Linked DNA regions of Mus musculus: all the other regions are linked to region 1. The links are chromatin contacts, called in public HiChIP or PLAC-seq and Micro-C maps. All regions are on one chromosome and are shown on one strand. Each heading gives the region's core, a stretch centred on a gene start, on an enhancer-like site or on the middle of the called end of the contact. The rest is flanking DNA. Distances are from core to core; before and after follow the strand shown.

Region 1 (4,337 bases), core at 764-3,263:
GCTCCTGGGATTTTCTTTCCCACTCTGCTTTGCTTCTTCCTTTCCCAGAGGTTGCGTACTCCCAAAAGAAAGGCACCCAGGGTATGCATGCTCCCTCTGGAGTTGACTTACCTCTACTACCAAAGGGGTGTGGTATCTATCCAACCCCACCAAGCAAGATGAGCAGGTCTGGATTATTTATTCTTGTTTACCACCTCCCGTCTAGACATCAGAACAGTGTGATGTGTGACAGCGCTCTCGATCCCGTGCAGAGGAGACACTATTTGAGTCGTCTACTCCTGAGGATGACGAGTGTCTCCTCAGGCGTCCAACATCGAGACTGTCACTTTATGTAGAAGAATCAGCACCTTCCCGTAGTGAAGAAATAACGCTGTTGAAGATGGGTGATTCATGGTGACAGGAGCCTCGGGTACATCCAGGGAGAGCAGCCCTGGAAGTGGGGGCGGGGAGGGGAGGAGACACGGGCTTCACATCTCAGAGAGATCTGCAGCCCATCAGGGCACACATTGGATGAGCCTGTGTATCTTTCTTCATCCTAACTAGAGAAACCAGGTCAGCCTTCCTGGCCTTCCTGTTGCTGCTGTTAACACGGGGCAATCGTTGAGTCTTCGTGCCTTCATGATCTGTGTGACTTTGAACTTGATGTGACTCAGGGATTGAAGAGATGGCAAACAAACAAACAAACAAACAAACTTTAAAAATCAGATCCAGTGGACGGTGCATGTGGGTGAAGACATCAGCTGCAGCCCATGCATTCAGAGAATGTATTATGTGCAGTACAACCGGGGAGGGGCTTAGTCAGTCAGAGTTCCCTGGAAGGGAACAGGATCAGGCAGCAGGCATCTGGGACTAGGAATATGTAGCCGGTACTTTCTATACACGTTGTCAACACTCATACTTAGACTATGGGAAGGCCTTGTAATTCCCCTGAGCCTGACCTAGGATTGGTCAGGTCTTTCCATCACCATGGGACTGACGTATGGGCCTACAGACAGGACTTTATCCCAGCCCACAGACTTTCCATCCTTCTTTGGGTTTCTTTAATTTTTTTGCATGCTGCCTATCACTGCCTGATATTAAATTATATATTTGTTTACTTGTCTTTTGTCTTTCTCCCTCGTCAGAAGACAACTTCTATATCTATCTATCTATCTATCTATCTATCTATCTATCTATCTATCTATCTATCTACCTATTCTTGCACACTGCCATGAACACAGCATCTAGGAGAGTTTCCGACATATAGCAGATGCTCACTAAACAGTCTCTGAGTAAAAGAATTGAATAAAAGAACAGAACCCTTGAAGAAAGCGGCTGTGTGTTATCTTGTCAGTTAGGGCCCACAGCCTGAGTGAGAAGGGAGTGCCTGTGCCCCCTCAGTTCAGAAGGATGTCAAGATAAATAGAGACTGGCAGCAAGGTAGATGTAGCTGTCCAGCCCATATCTTCTTGATCACATTTTAATGCTGTCAGCATTTCCTGAGCCATACATGGCCCTTCATGAGGCGTGGCTGTTCCCCAGTGGTAGCAAAACTCCCAGGAGCCTGCCCATTGTTCAGGACTGGTATTTTTGCATAAATGCTTTGTACATCCCTTGCCAGCTCTGTGTGGTCAGTTTTGTTTATAGCTCACCCTCGAGTTGTTTATAGTGACTAGCCCAGGGTGCTCAGAGTTAGTCAGGCTCCATCAACCGTGTGGATTTGCCTCAGGATGGGTGAGACTGGTTGGGTAGCATGGGGTTAGGCAACAGGAGATAATGCATCCTTTCTCCTCCCCCGAGAAGCAACTTGCGGTTCTCACAGTGTGTCTTCACTGTACAGTAGATGCACAAGCTCCAGCTAGTGTGAGAACCAGACTTGCATGAGAAAAAAACACAGTCATGGCCCAGTTCCTGCAAGGCTCCCGGGCTCTGTTCTCAGCATTGAGAAAGTCCAAATGCCTAAGCCGCTGACCCCGTGGTGTGTCGGTGGGTTTGCACAATTCCCAGGGGTCATTTAGTCATTTGTACCCCACAGGGGAGAGCAAGTGAATTCTGAGTAGAGGAAGATGTGGGTGCTCTTAGGGCGTGACACGACGTCCTTCTCCAACCCCCACTAAGCCATTGATCTACTACCGGAACCATCTCTCCTGGAAACAGCTCACTCCTTACTGTCATTCTTCCCTCTGCTTTTGTAAGCTCCAGGGTGTTTGAAAATACCGCTGGACTCTTCATCGTCTTGCACCAGTTTCTTTCTCTGGCTGGAAAATGTTAGTGCGACTTGGCCTGGTTATTTGTCAGCAGAGAGCAGTCATTCCTCAGCTGGGGTGGAATTCCCTGGTGATCTTTCCCCTTCCAATCATGCAACAGTCCCACATCGCCTTTCTCCTGTTGTAATTTCCCCGGTTACATTAAAGCCTGTGGGCTTTTCTGAAGTTATTGCTTGTAAAGACATATTTAGAAATTGTTTATGGGGCTATTTTTAGTGCAAAAGCATGCAATGAGCTCTAATTGTCACTCTTCCAAAACTCCACAAGACTCCAAAAGGATCCCACTAAAGTTCTAGGGACTAGGTGCAGGGTAATTCATCACTGGGATGACAGCACAACCCTTGGTACCACACTGAAGGATGTCTGCTGGTCACCATGGAGAACACTACATAATCTTCCTTCATTTTCTAAGACACTAGCTGACTGGTGTCTCAGATGAAGGACTGAGTTGGAGAGTGGAGGTGCTTAGTCTGTTTTGATGAATGTTGAATTCCAACTACACAATGCATTGGCGGTCCTACAGAAGGCACTTGGCTAATGTGTGCTGAATGGATGGATGCCTTTCCTATCTATGAGGTGCCCACTTTCATAACTGATGGACCTGAGGCCACCAAATGGCTGTTGTTCTTATTCATGTGCTTGATCTACATACATGATGGTGGTTAACGAATTTGTGATTTATAGTTTCAGAACTCAATATAGTATCTATCCTCAGATAATTACAAAGGGGTAGGGGATTCTGGGAAGCTTATAGCATCTTGAAAATAATAGGGGTATGTTTACTGTGTGGAAACTAGTCAAAACAAACCATTTTGATCCGAGCACTACTCTACCCTGTGTTGCTACTCGTGACGGCGGTGTGTGTTTTCTTTTTCACACACTAAGACTCTAGAACAAGTGGTCCAAGTCCACGTTTGGGCTCGTTCATTTGGATGGCCTGAGAAGAGGCCACTCAGCATATCTCTGTGCCTCCCTTTCTCCAACTACTGATCAAGAACAATAGTCTGTACAGTGAAGACGTAGGTGCTGAGGACGAAATTATGTATTCTAGAACAAGCAGTTAGGAATTGCCAATGACTAGGTCTTGGCGTTTAGAAGGTGAGGTCTTCCAATCCTTCCTCTTTGGGGGGTTTGGAAGTCACCCCTGGGGGTGTTATTACACTCCCCCCAATTCTAGGCAGGAGCACCTCTTATTTCTCTCAGGATCCATGTTCTTCTTAGTGCTCCATATATATTTGTGTGTAGGTACTTTGCAAAGTGTGTAGACCCCGGTGATTGAGTAAGCTCTTAAAATGCACAATCTCTACATCTTAGCTCATCGAAACTTTGTGTATTGTATAATAGGTCATAAAACATCTTCCACAATATTATATCTGAGTTGTCCAAAGTGGTTTTCAAGGACCACATGTTGCTGGGTGTATCTAACTCTCACTAAAATTAAAGAAAACGATGATAAAAGTGGATCTCTTTGGTGGGTCTTACCCCACTTCAGTACTCAGTAGCTTCAGGTACAAATTTAGAGCTCATTCATTCCCTTAAGAAGTTCTTTGGAATAGAGTTGATGAATATAAAAAAAAACTCTGAAGTTCAAAGAGTCAAAAAATAGTACCAAAGTCACATAGCTAGTTGAGATTACCTAGCTGGCTGGCATATAATCCAAGCCCCTTGTTTTCTGTATCAAGATACGTTTTACTTTGCAATGAAGACACAGCTCCACCCCAGCCCCTAGGGTCTTGGTCTACGTACATCTGTCTTAGCCATGTAGTTATTAGAAGTCATAACCATGCAAACACCCATGAATCTCTAAATCCACCTCCTTTCTCATCTTCCTTCCCAAACCCTAAAGCAACACCTTTTAACGATAATACCCAGCAGAGTTGACAATTGTTCCCAGCCAGGCCTTCTGCTAGGCTTCCTCCATCCTGGGCCTCAGTCAATCTGAGTGAACTCTGAGAAAGCCTTTGTCCACTTCTGGGTCAGGCTGCAGGTGAATGGGGGAAGAGACTGAAGGGTCACTTGGTGCTCTGATGGCGAGTCTGGGCACCCAGCAAGGGCTTTTCAGTTAGGTCCTAGGGTTAAGAACACCTGTGA
Region 2 (4,337 bases), core at 842-3,341, 240 kb before region 1:
AAATCCTTTTACAGGCTGTATAATACAGAGGAACATGTCGCAAGTACGGATCAATTCAGCCCGTAGGTTACATATCCCTTAAAAATTACCAGATGCTTGTATAGTTCAGCAAAGTGGAAAATCTAAGATACATGCCAAGTAATTAATTAAGCCATGTTACCAAAAGTGTATCAACCCTCTAAAAATCATGACTACAAAATTATGAAATAGCATTCCTTAGCTAAGACGCTGGCATGTTTGCTAAGCGTCCATGTCTCAGCTTCTCAGCAGAGAGCACACTATTTATTATTAAAACCCTGAGACTGAAAAGGCCCAGGTGGATCGCACTCCTCCGTAGGTCTGGATTTGCAGGTGGATCCCAGGAATCCCTGCAGTGACAGGATCATCTCAGTAACAGGATCATCTCAGTAGCAGCCCCACCCCTGAGAGTGCAGCTCCCAGTAGATCATGGCCCCAGCCACATGCCATATGTCACTCTCCCTAGTCACTCTTTAGAATAGTTCTCTTCTTCTCTGCCAATGTGTCCATCATGAGACGAGCCAGTTGGTTGGGACACTGAAACGTGCAAAGTGCTGTTTAGATGGTGTTAGGAGCATCCTGGCTGCCGGCTGCCCCTTTACTGCAAGATGAACCAACTAGAGCTGACTGCCTTGTCTGGAAAACCCGAAGGTCACAGGAAGGGAAGGGGATCAGGAAAAACGACGCTTTGCTCGGTAGGGGGCGCTCTTTCCTTAAAAATGTAATTTAGACGATTATTAATAGCAAAGGTAGCCTGCCCACAAATCACTTCGAACAGAAGCAGCACTCACTCTGACATCCTGCCCCAAATATAGCTGGAGTCAAGGTCTTCCTAAGTATGCCTTCCTCACCTCAGGGGCACCCTGAAGCCGTCCTAAGTGCCAGTGTCTTTTCACTTTTGATGACTCAGCAGGATCACACTTCTATGGCTTTACGCTGGCAGGGCTTGACTCATGACTGTCGGGTGCGTGCTTCTAAACCTCCCGTCGGAACCACTTTCCAGTTTTAACAACAACCGTGTACTGGGCGAGAGTGTGACAGAAACTATTATTCCCACTAAACCAACAGCGACTCCTTCGTGAGCACGCGGGTCAGCCAATGCTCTCTGTCAGGAACAGCAATCTCACTTAACTCTCAGTCAGGCTGATAACGGACGACACAGTTCTAAGCCTCAAGACTTTCAAACTGAAACATGAAAACCACTTGGCAGTGTTCTGATAGAACCTGAGTTTTCCTAGCACGAGGGAAGGGAGAACAAAAGCTAACCCTACCATGCTCTCCCGAGGTGTGTCCCCCCAGGACTGGTGCCCGTGCTCCCTTCATGCAGTGCTCCCTGGGGCACGGCGGACTTTTTTTTTTAATTGGAATTATTCCTTTGAAGGGAGAGTGTTTTGCCTGCATGTCCATAGGCGCATCCGGAGTGTGCTTAAGTACCGGAGGAGGTCAGAAGAGGGTACTGGAGTTACAGTTAACTGGGACCGGAGTGAATCAACAGTGCTCTTAACTGATGAGCGGCCCATCTAGACCCCCTCAGCCCCACCCCTTTTATCAGCCTATGGGCTCACATTTCCAAGGCCCTATGGTCAGTCACCCCATACTGCCCTAGACACTAACTGAGCTCCCCTCAGGCTACAGCCCCTGTAACAGTGCAGAGAACCTTCCTCCAGCCTCCTCAGCACACAGCTCCTCACTCGTCTGTCTGTCCCTACCACCAGACTGGGAATGAAGACAGAAGTGGGTTTCAAGTCTACTATCACTGTCTTACTAGAAAGGTTGGCACAAGGGATGGACTAGGCAAGTACATGCTGAGTAGGGTGGACTGTCCTCCTCGGACTGGGTCTACCTGAGGGCAAGATTTGTCTTACTCAGCTTTCAGTTTACAAGCAGTGCTAACGGATGCCCCTGGTATTTGCAGATGCTTGTGAAGGAAAAAAAAATGCCCTTCCTTCCTGTAGGAGCCTCCGAACCAAAAAGATCCTTCTCTGGTAGAAACATCTGCTGTGCCCTGAGGGGCGCTGCATGGAGAAGGGAGGTCAGATGCTAGGCAAGAGGTTTAAAGAGACAGAATTTGGCCCCAGGAAAACACCAAGGCAGGATTAGCAAGAAACCACCCTGAGTCCAGATCATTTGTCCTTAGTCAGGGGGCTTTCCCATTGCTTGAAACTTGCCCATGTGATCTAGTTAATTTGATTTTCCTGAAGTTAGTGACAAAACACAGCCCCGAGGAAGATCCAAGAGTCTGTGTCGGGGAGGCGGACAGCTGTGCCGTCTCAGCCAAGCAACCTGGGAGGCAGTGGAGAACTAAGGCAGTCAGGGGGGTGGTGTCCAGGGATGGCAAGTGCAGGAACTGCGAACCCAGACACAGGGTAAGATAGAGCTGGCAGGAAGCAAGCAATGCTGTCTGCACATAGTAACTGTATGGGTGGTGGGCTTTCTTATGACATTTCATACATGTGTGTAATATACTCTGATGTCCACCACTACCCTCCCGATACCTCATCCCACTGGCCCCCTTCCTATCAAATAGTCCTCTTTCTACTTTGGGGCCCGTGTGTGTATGTCACTCACACACACACACACACACACACACACACACACACACACACAATTCCACAGAAGAGAGAAAATATGCCGTATTTATCTGAGTCCTGCTTACTTTAACATCTGTGCATTTTCCTGCAGACAGCATGGCTCCGTTTTTCTGTGTCCGAATAGAATTGCCTTGCGTATGCTGACAGCACGCTTTCTTTACCTCGTCATCCACGGATGGGCGCCTAAACTGGCTGTCTACCTTGCAGAGAGTGTAGATAACTCTGCTGTATTCTGACTTAAGACTCTTTAGGAATCTGCTGGGGGTGGGACAGCTGGATCACACAGGAATTCTGCTTGTGTTTGTCTAAGGAACCTCCACGCTGGCTTCCACAGTGGTTAAACTAGTTAACATTCCTACCGGCAGGCCACAGCCCCCAACTCAGCTGCAGGTGCTGGTTTCCCAGAGGCAGGAATCTCAAAACAGCCTTTCCTTTTGGGTTTTTAAGACAGTGTCGTCTTACGTAGCTAAGGCTGGTCTTGAACTCACTATGTAAGTGAGGATGACCTAACCTTCCTCCTCCTATACTCCCCTCTGCTGGGGTCACACCCATACACTACCATACCCAGCTCCGTGGAGTTTTGGTTTGCACTTCTCCAATGGTTATGGATACTGACATTTTTCCATGTTCAGCATGTTCACCTGCTGGTCATTTGTATTTCTTTTGAGAGCCGCCTACTCATTTGTGTAACTATTGACCGGGTTATTTTTATGAGTCTTAGTTCTTTATATATACTAGGTATTCACTCTGTCAATGAGCAGCGGGGGAAACATGTTGTGGGAGCTTTTCTAATTCTTGTAGTTATCTTCTGAGCCACTGCAGACCATTCAGGAAGTCTTGTCTACGTTATATCTTAAAGCAATTAGGTCCACGTTAAGGCCTCTGATTCACTCTGGAGTGGTTTGGTACAAGGTGAAAGGCCTAGTTTCAGTCTGAGTGTGGATATACGGTTTTCCAGCACCATTCTGGAAAAGCCTCTGTAAATTAAGAGAAAACAAGGCAGACACTCAGGTGGCTGCACCAGCGGCTTTGTCTCCCAGTCCCGTCTTTTGTCCTTAAGCACACAGGCTTCTCTTTACTGCAGTAGCGGCGCTTTGAGTTCCGCAGCTTCCAAGTTTATCCCAAGACTTGCGGGACAGGCAAAGATACACAGCCAAGGTGTAGGTAAAAAAAAGCACGTGACTAAAAGACACAAATGAATTAAACCAAGCCACAAGACTTGGTCCGTTCTGTTCATTATTCCCGACTGCACTTTGGAGCTGGGGTATATAGCTCAGTGGTGTGATACTTGCTTACCCAGCACCACAAGAGAAACCAAGACAAAAGCCAAAGGAGTAAACTGGGTGATTGGGCAGGCTTGTACTGTAGGCCCAGGAGAGGGAGGGGACAAGCCGGGACTATTTACCGGTGTTCTGTCCCAAAACAGAACAATCAAATAAAACTCCCCTATCTTATAGATACGTTTTTACACTGTCCATCCGAGAAAGCTACCCATGGGCAAGAGAGAAAGCTACAGAAAGTGTTTCTGTATGTCTCATACTGTTTTGTCTAAACAATTACTGAGACTTTGGTATGCTCTACTCATTTCTGGAGTACTCAGAGATCACACACTAGGTGTTGCCACCCTCTGCTTCTCCAATAGCCCAGTTTAACTGTTACCAGGCACACGCATGCTGCGAAAGCCGCAAAAACGGATAGACGGTACCCGCACAAGCTCATTTGAAAGGA
Region 3 (4,337 bases), core at 1,021-3,520, 170 kb after region 1:
TTGACCATATATTCTCAAGACAACATCCTTATTAATAGATCTGGCTTTGAACATTAGAAGCAATATTATCTGGGCTTTCATAAATGGATACCTCCGAGCTTTCCCACACCTGTGCCATCTGGCTATACCCATATCCCTGCCTATAAAAACACGTGTTTATCCTTGAGTATACCTGGGGCCAAAGGGGAGGGTGAGAGAGTGGGAGAACAGCACATTTATATACCCAGCAGGTTTTAGTAATACCCGAAAAGCATCAATGAATCTTCCTAAATTAGCCTAGGCAGCACCGTTGAGATTTCTGAGGCTGTAGGAAAACCTGCCCATGGTTAGTCAGGACAGGCAAGCTTCATTCACATGAGCGATACACAGGAGAGGATGCGAATCATTTGAAAACATGCATTCCTTCTGCAGCTTGGCCCTTTCCAGTTCATAGCTCTTTGTTTACCTGTGTTCTCATGTGTCCTTTAGTGTTAGGATTACCGTAGCCACCAAGACCTAATCTCAGGGAGACTACCACCCCATAGTCCAAGAATTCTTTTACTCTGCTAAAAAAAAAAAAAACAAAAAACCCGCAACTGACTGGGTCTGCTCTGCTCTGTGTAACCTGTGTTCAAGGGCTGTGTACTAGAAAGGCCCCATTCATAGCCTTTCATAATTGCTGGTGACCAGATGACCTCCGTCCATGGAAAATGAGAATAATTTGAGAACAGCTTTGTGAAATGCACGGGCCCCGACCTCAGCCAGTCTTTATGGGCTGAATTGTCTTCCTCGGATTCCCATGTTAAGGCCGTAATCCCTGGTGAGAAGGCTGTGGAGAGCTTTAAGGAGCAGTGGGTGTTACAGATGTCGGCAGGAATGTGGTTCTAATCCAGAAGCTCTGGAGAAAGGGAAGAGGAGAAAAGTGAGGAGAAGGACGAGGAGAGAGAAGAAAAGATCAGACTCTGCAGGCATATACCGAGAAAAGGCCATGAGGCATCGAACTGGTGCCAATCCATGAAGAGAAGTGTCAGAAAAAACTGACCTTGGCCTCCGGACTCCAGAACAGTGAAAACCTACTTTCTGTTGTGTTAGTTGACCGTGGTCCCAAACAGTCTCACAGGAAGATCCAGCTTAAGCTGGATCACTTCCAAAGTGTGGTCTTGAATGCCCAAGTAGGGGTGTATGTGTGTGTGTGTATATACAAGCACATGTATGCATGATACACATGTCTGTGAAGCACACATTGAGGGAAGAGATTATATTCTGCTCTAAAGCACACTCCTACATTTATTGCTCATTCATAGACAGTAGGTTTTCAGTAGCTTGATGGCCTTGGTTTAGTCAGTTGTGAAAGGACAGGTTCCGGCCCAAGACAAAGTTCTCAGCGCGAAGAAGCTGTATTTACTGAAAAGGAACAAAGGTCAGAGAATCAGAGACAAAGACAGGAGATAGAGGATGAGAGAGAAGGGGAAAGGACCAAGGGGGTGGGGGAGGGATATTTGTCCCCAAAGGACAAAGGACTTTCTCTGGATAGAGAGGAGACAGATCTGGCCCGTAGGCATATGGCGGCATAGGATGATGTGTTTAATTTTGATTGGACATGTTAATCACAGCAACCAAAAAGAGGCTTTTGAATGCCAGACTTCAGTACTATGCTAGCTGGACATTGGTAGTCAGCCTCAGGAGGAGACAGTGCCCAAATGAGGAAAGTGACTTTGGTGGCTAGCTTTAGGAATGTAATCTAAGAGATTTTAGCAAGGAAAAGGAGATGGGGAGGGGGAAGTGCAAGGCCACGTTTGTGATGCGTGGGTCCGCTAGAGCCCCTTTAGGCTCAAAAGATGAACAGAGCAGATTCTTGAATATAACGTTTCCTGGCCCAGAGTCTGGTGATGCCTGCAGCCTTTATAGGAAGATTCTCCATGATTTTGGGTAACTTGGGCTAAAACGTAAGACATACTATGAATTGCTCTCACATAAAGGGTAACGACAGAATCATTCATTTGGTTGAAACAGACGTGATTAGTGCTTGGAGCAGTTGGAAGGGGAACTCTTTCCTGTTTCTCTTTTATTTTAAAATATATTATACGCTGTTCATTTACTGGGAACTAATCTTCTAGCATATTTAAAGACTCCCTAACCACTGGAGGAGGGTACTACGCTGCCTTCTAACCTCAAGACACTGAACACATTCTTCTAACTCTGTGTATCAGGTTCCCAATCTGTAAAATGGGCCTGGTCATGGTACTCAAGTCTGAGATTGCTGTGGTGGTTAAATCAAACATTACACCCAAAATCCATAAATCAATGTCAGGCAGAGATTAGAAGCTTAATCGTTGACAGGTATGTGGGCACTGTATCAATACTGTTATTTTAGTGGTCATTTTATGGATCTAAACGCTAAATTTAAACTTACTCAAAGACATTGCCTAAAGTCACTCGGCTCACCAGTGTTACATTCAGGATTCAACTCCAGATCCATCCACCTGACACCAAAAGTCTAAGATTAGAATCATCCAACAGGTCCTCCGCTTTTCCAGCCAAAGAGATCCGACCCGCACACTCCTACAAACAGCTGGAAAGCATTCAGCGAGAAGAATTCTTAAGTTACTCTAAGGAGACTTGTTCCTTCCAGGCTGACATCTCTGCCCGACCTGAGCCATCAAACCCTTTCTTTGCCTTTCGCAGAGGCTCCTTTTTCTTCCTCCGTACTGATTCTGGGAAGGAAGAGCCGGCAACGAGATGAAAAGGGCAAATAAACACGTCCTGTGAGGATCCTATGAAAGGGGATTTTTGTTTTCCACTAGATACTGATAAAAAGATCAGACAGTCGTTTTGATGTTCCTCTCCCATAGTTAGGACTAGATTAAAGTGCGTGCATGACTCATGGAAATGACCCAGGCAGGAAAAAGGAGTCGCCTTGCTTTTTTGGATCTCTGGCCACGGTTTTTCCCCCGTGGGACCAAAACCAGCAGGGGTGGGCGGGTCCTGCGCCACCTGCTGTCAGCGGGCTGCGGAAACAAAGCTGGCTTAGGAATTTTCAGAACTTGGGGGAGTCTGGGAGAATGAGATTCGTTGGCCCCTCCTAGGGCTGCCATGTACCCCTTCTAAAAGAATTTTCTGCAATCAGTTTGTAAGCTTCTCGTCTACATTTTATCAGTTTTAACTTCCAAGTCTACCTTCACAGCAGGCTAGTCAATCCAGAAGGATGGACACACGCTTCAAAGATGCCCGCTATGATCCTGCCTCCTAGTTCAAGCCAGCTAGCAGGTTTGGGTTTGTATGTCCAACAGCTAAATCTCTGTTCCTTTATTGTTGTTACTGCTCTGTTGGAATCTGTCTAGTTTGTTTGGTTTTGTTGCTGTTTATTCAAAGACTGAAGGGTGGGGGGATCATCAGATTTCTCAGTCTGTGTTGCCCTGAGCCTCTGCCTGCAGAGACTTCCCCTCAGTCAGGAGTCATTCATTGGATGGCCTGAAAAGCCCAGGCTTGAACTCTGCTTACTCCCAGTGGATCTATTTCTGAATGTCCTTTCCTTGTTCACTCTGTTTTTCCCACTGTGGATTTGACATCTTGGAGGATCAGGTCGATCTGGAGTGCACCAGGCTGCCAGGCCAACTGGAGACCGTGCATAAGCTCAGGGGGCAGCCCCGACTCGGTTTGGACCATTTGAAGCCAGAAGCAGAAAATATCTGAGAATTCTGGATCTTTGAGAATCTTTGAGAGAAACCAAAAATAGTAGATCTCCTTCTTTGGTAGCGAAATGATTCGGTATTCAAAAGTTTGGACTAATTTGAATTTTCAAAGCAGTCAGTATAGACCTAAAGGAAACCCACGTGGGGTAGCATGCAGCTTGCCTGCTGCTAACGTGACCTTTCGGGTAAATTATACATCAGAGCCTAGTTCTTCCTACTTATTTCCTCTTCTCGTTGAACAGACAGCTGGATGCTATTTCTCAGGCTAACTTGCAGTTAGACTACAGAGAGAAGCCATAGACTCCATAGCCAGGCTCCTCCTCCATTTCCCCCACATACCTCTTCTCTGCCAGCCCAGGGATCAGACGCTGTAAGGATTTGGAGGAGAATCCCCCCCAGCTCACACCCACAGAGCCTCCAATTGTGCTCCAGTGAGAGACAGAAATCCTCTGGGATTTGGGGACCATTTATTTACAGCTATTAGCTGAACTGGATTCATGTAACATGTTGGGAACTTCCTTCTCCTTGTATATAAATAATGCTTTTAAGTCCATTTGATCTTTTAGTAGCGAAACTTCAAAAATAAGGAAAAAGCATGTTTTCCTCAGGCTGATAAGGTTAAGGAGGAGATAATGGTGATCTCTTCATATCCAAATTGTTTTCAAT

The links. HiChIP or PLAC-seq counts read pairs in DNA pulled down with a chosen protein or histone mark. A called contact is a pair of places that touch in the nucleus more often than the background predicts.
Region 2: a RAD21 HiChIP or PLAC-seq map of pro-B cells shows a contact between it and region 1, with 4 times the contacts expected there. The contact joins two enhancer-like sites. A contact is called at or near these places in 3 of 15 datasets of contacts at CTCF or cohesin (large pre-B cells, pro-B cells and stem cell-derived epiblast-like cells), 7 of 484 Hi-C or Micro-C datasets (the C2C12 cell line, bone marrow-derived macrophages, brown adipocytes and 4 more), 7 of 115 datasets of contacts at active chromatin or transcription factors (bone marrow-derived macrophages, embryonic stem cells, fetal liver and 3 more) and 2 of 9 other capture datasets (bone marrow-derived macrophages and embryonic stem cells).
Region 3: a contact with region 1 is called in a Micro-C map of brown adipocytes, with 3 times the contacts expected there. The contact joins two enhancer-like sites. A contact is called at or near these places in 2 of 15 datasets of contacts at CTCF or cohesin (the NIH/3T3 cell line and large pre-B cells), 6 of 484 Hi-C or Micro-C datasets (bone marrow-derived macrophages, brown adipocytes, cumulus cells and 2 more) and 7 of 115 datasets of contacts at active chromatin or transcription factors (embryonic fibroblasts, embryonic stem cells, fibro-adipogenic progenitors and 3 more).

The regions. Positions count from the first base shown.
Region 1 is chr13:112,023,453-112,027,789 of GRCm38.p6, forward strand. All of the region lies in intron 2 of Gm15322 (a long non-coding RNA gene), which reads left to right. Among named protein-coding and RNA genes, the nearest start is that of Gm41061, 16 kb to the right of the region's middle. Within about 2 kb of position 2,014, at least 22 of the 459 cell types and tissues checked have an H3K27ac peak or open chromatin away from gene starts, as enhancers often do. A contact at or near this core is called in brown adipocytes, heart atrium and pro-B cells, where this site is marked.
Region 2 is chr13:111,787,615-111,791,951 of GRCm38.p6, forward strand. All of the region lies in intron 1 of Map3k1 (mitogen-activated protein kinase kinase kinase 1), which reads right to left. Among named protein-coding and RNA genes, the nearest start is that of Map3k1, 19 kb to the right of the region's middle. Within about 2 kb of position 2,092, at least 116 of the 459 cell types and tissues checked have an H3K27ac peak or open chromatin away from gene starts, as enhancers often do. A contact at or near this core is called in heart atrium and pro-B cells, where this site is marked.
Region 3 is chr13:112,194,086-112,198,422 of GRCm38.p6, forward strand. No RefSeq gene overlaps it. Among named protein-coding and RNA genes, the nearest start is that of Gm33849, 10 kb to the left of the region's middle. Within about 2 kb of position 2,271, at least 44 of the 459 cell types and tissues checked have an H3K27ac peak or open chromatin away from gene starts, as enhancers often do. A contact at or near this core is called in brown adipocytes, where this site is marked.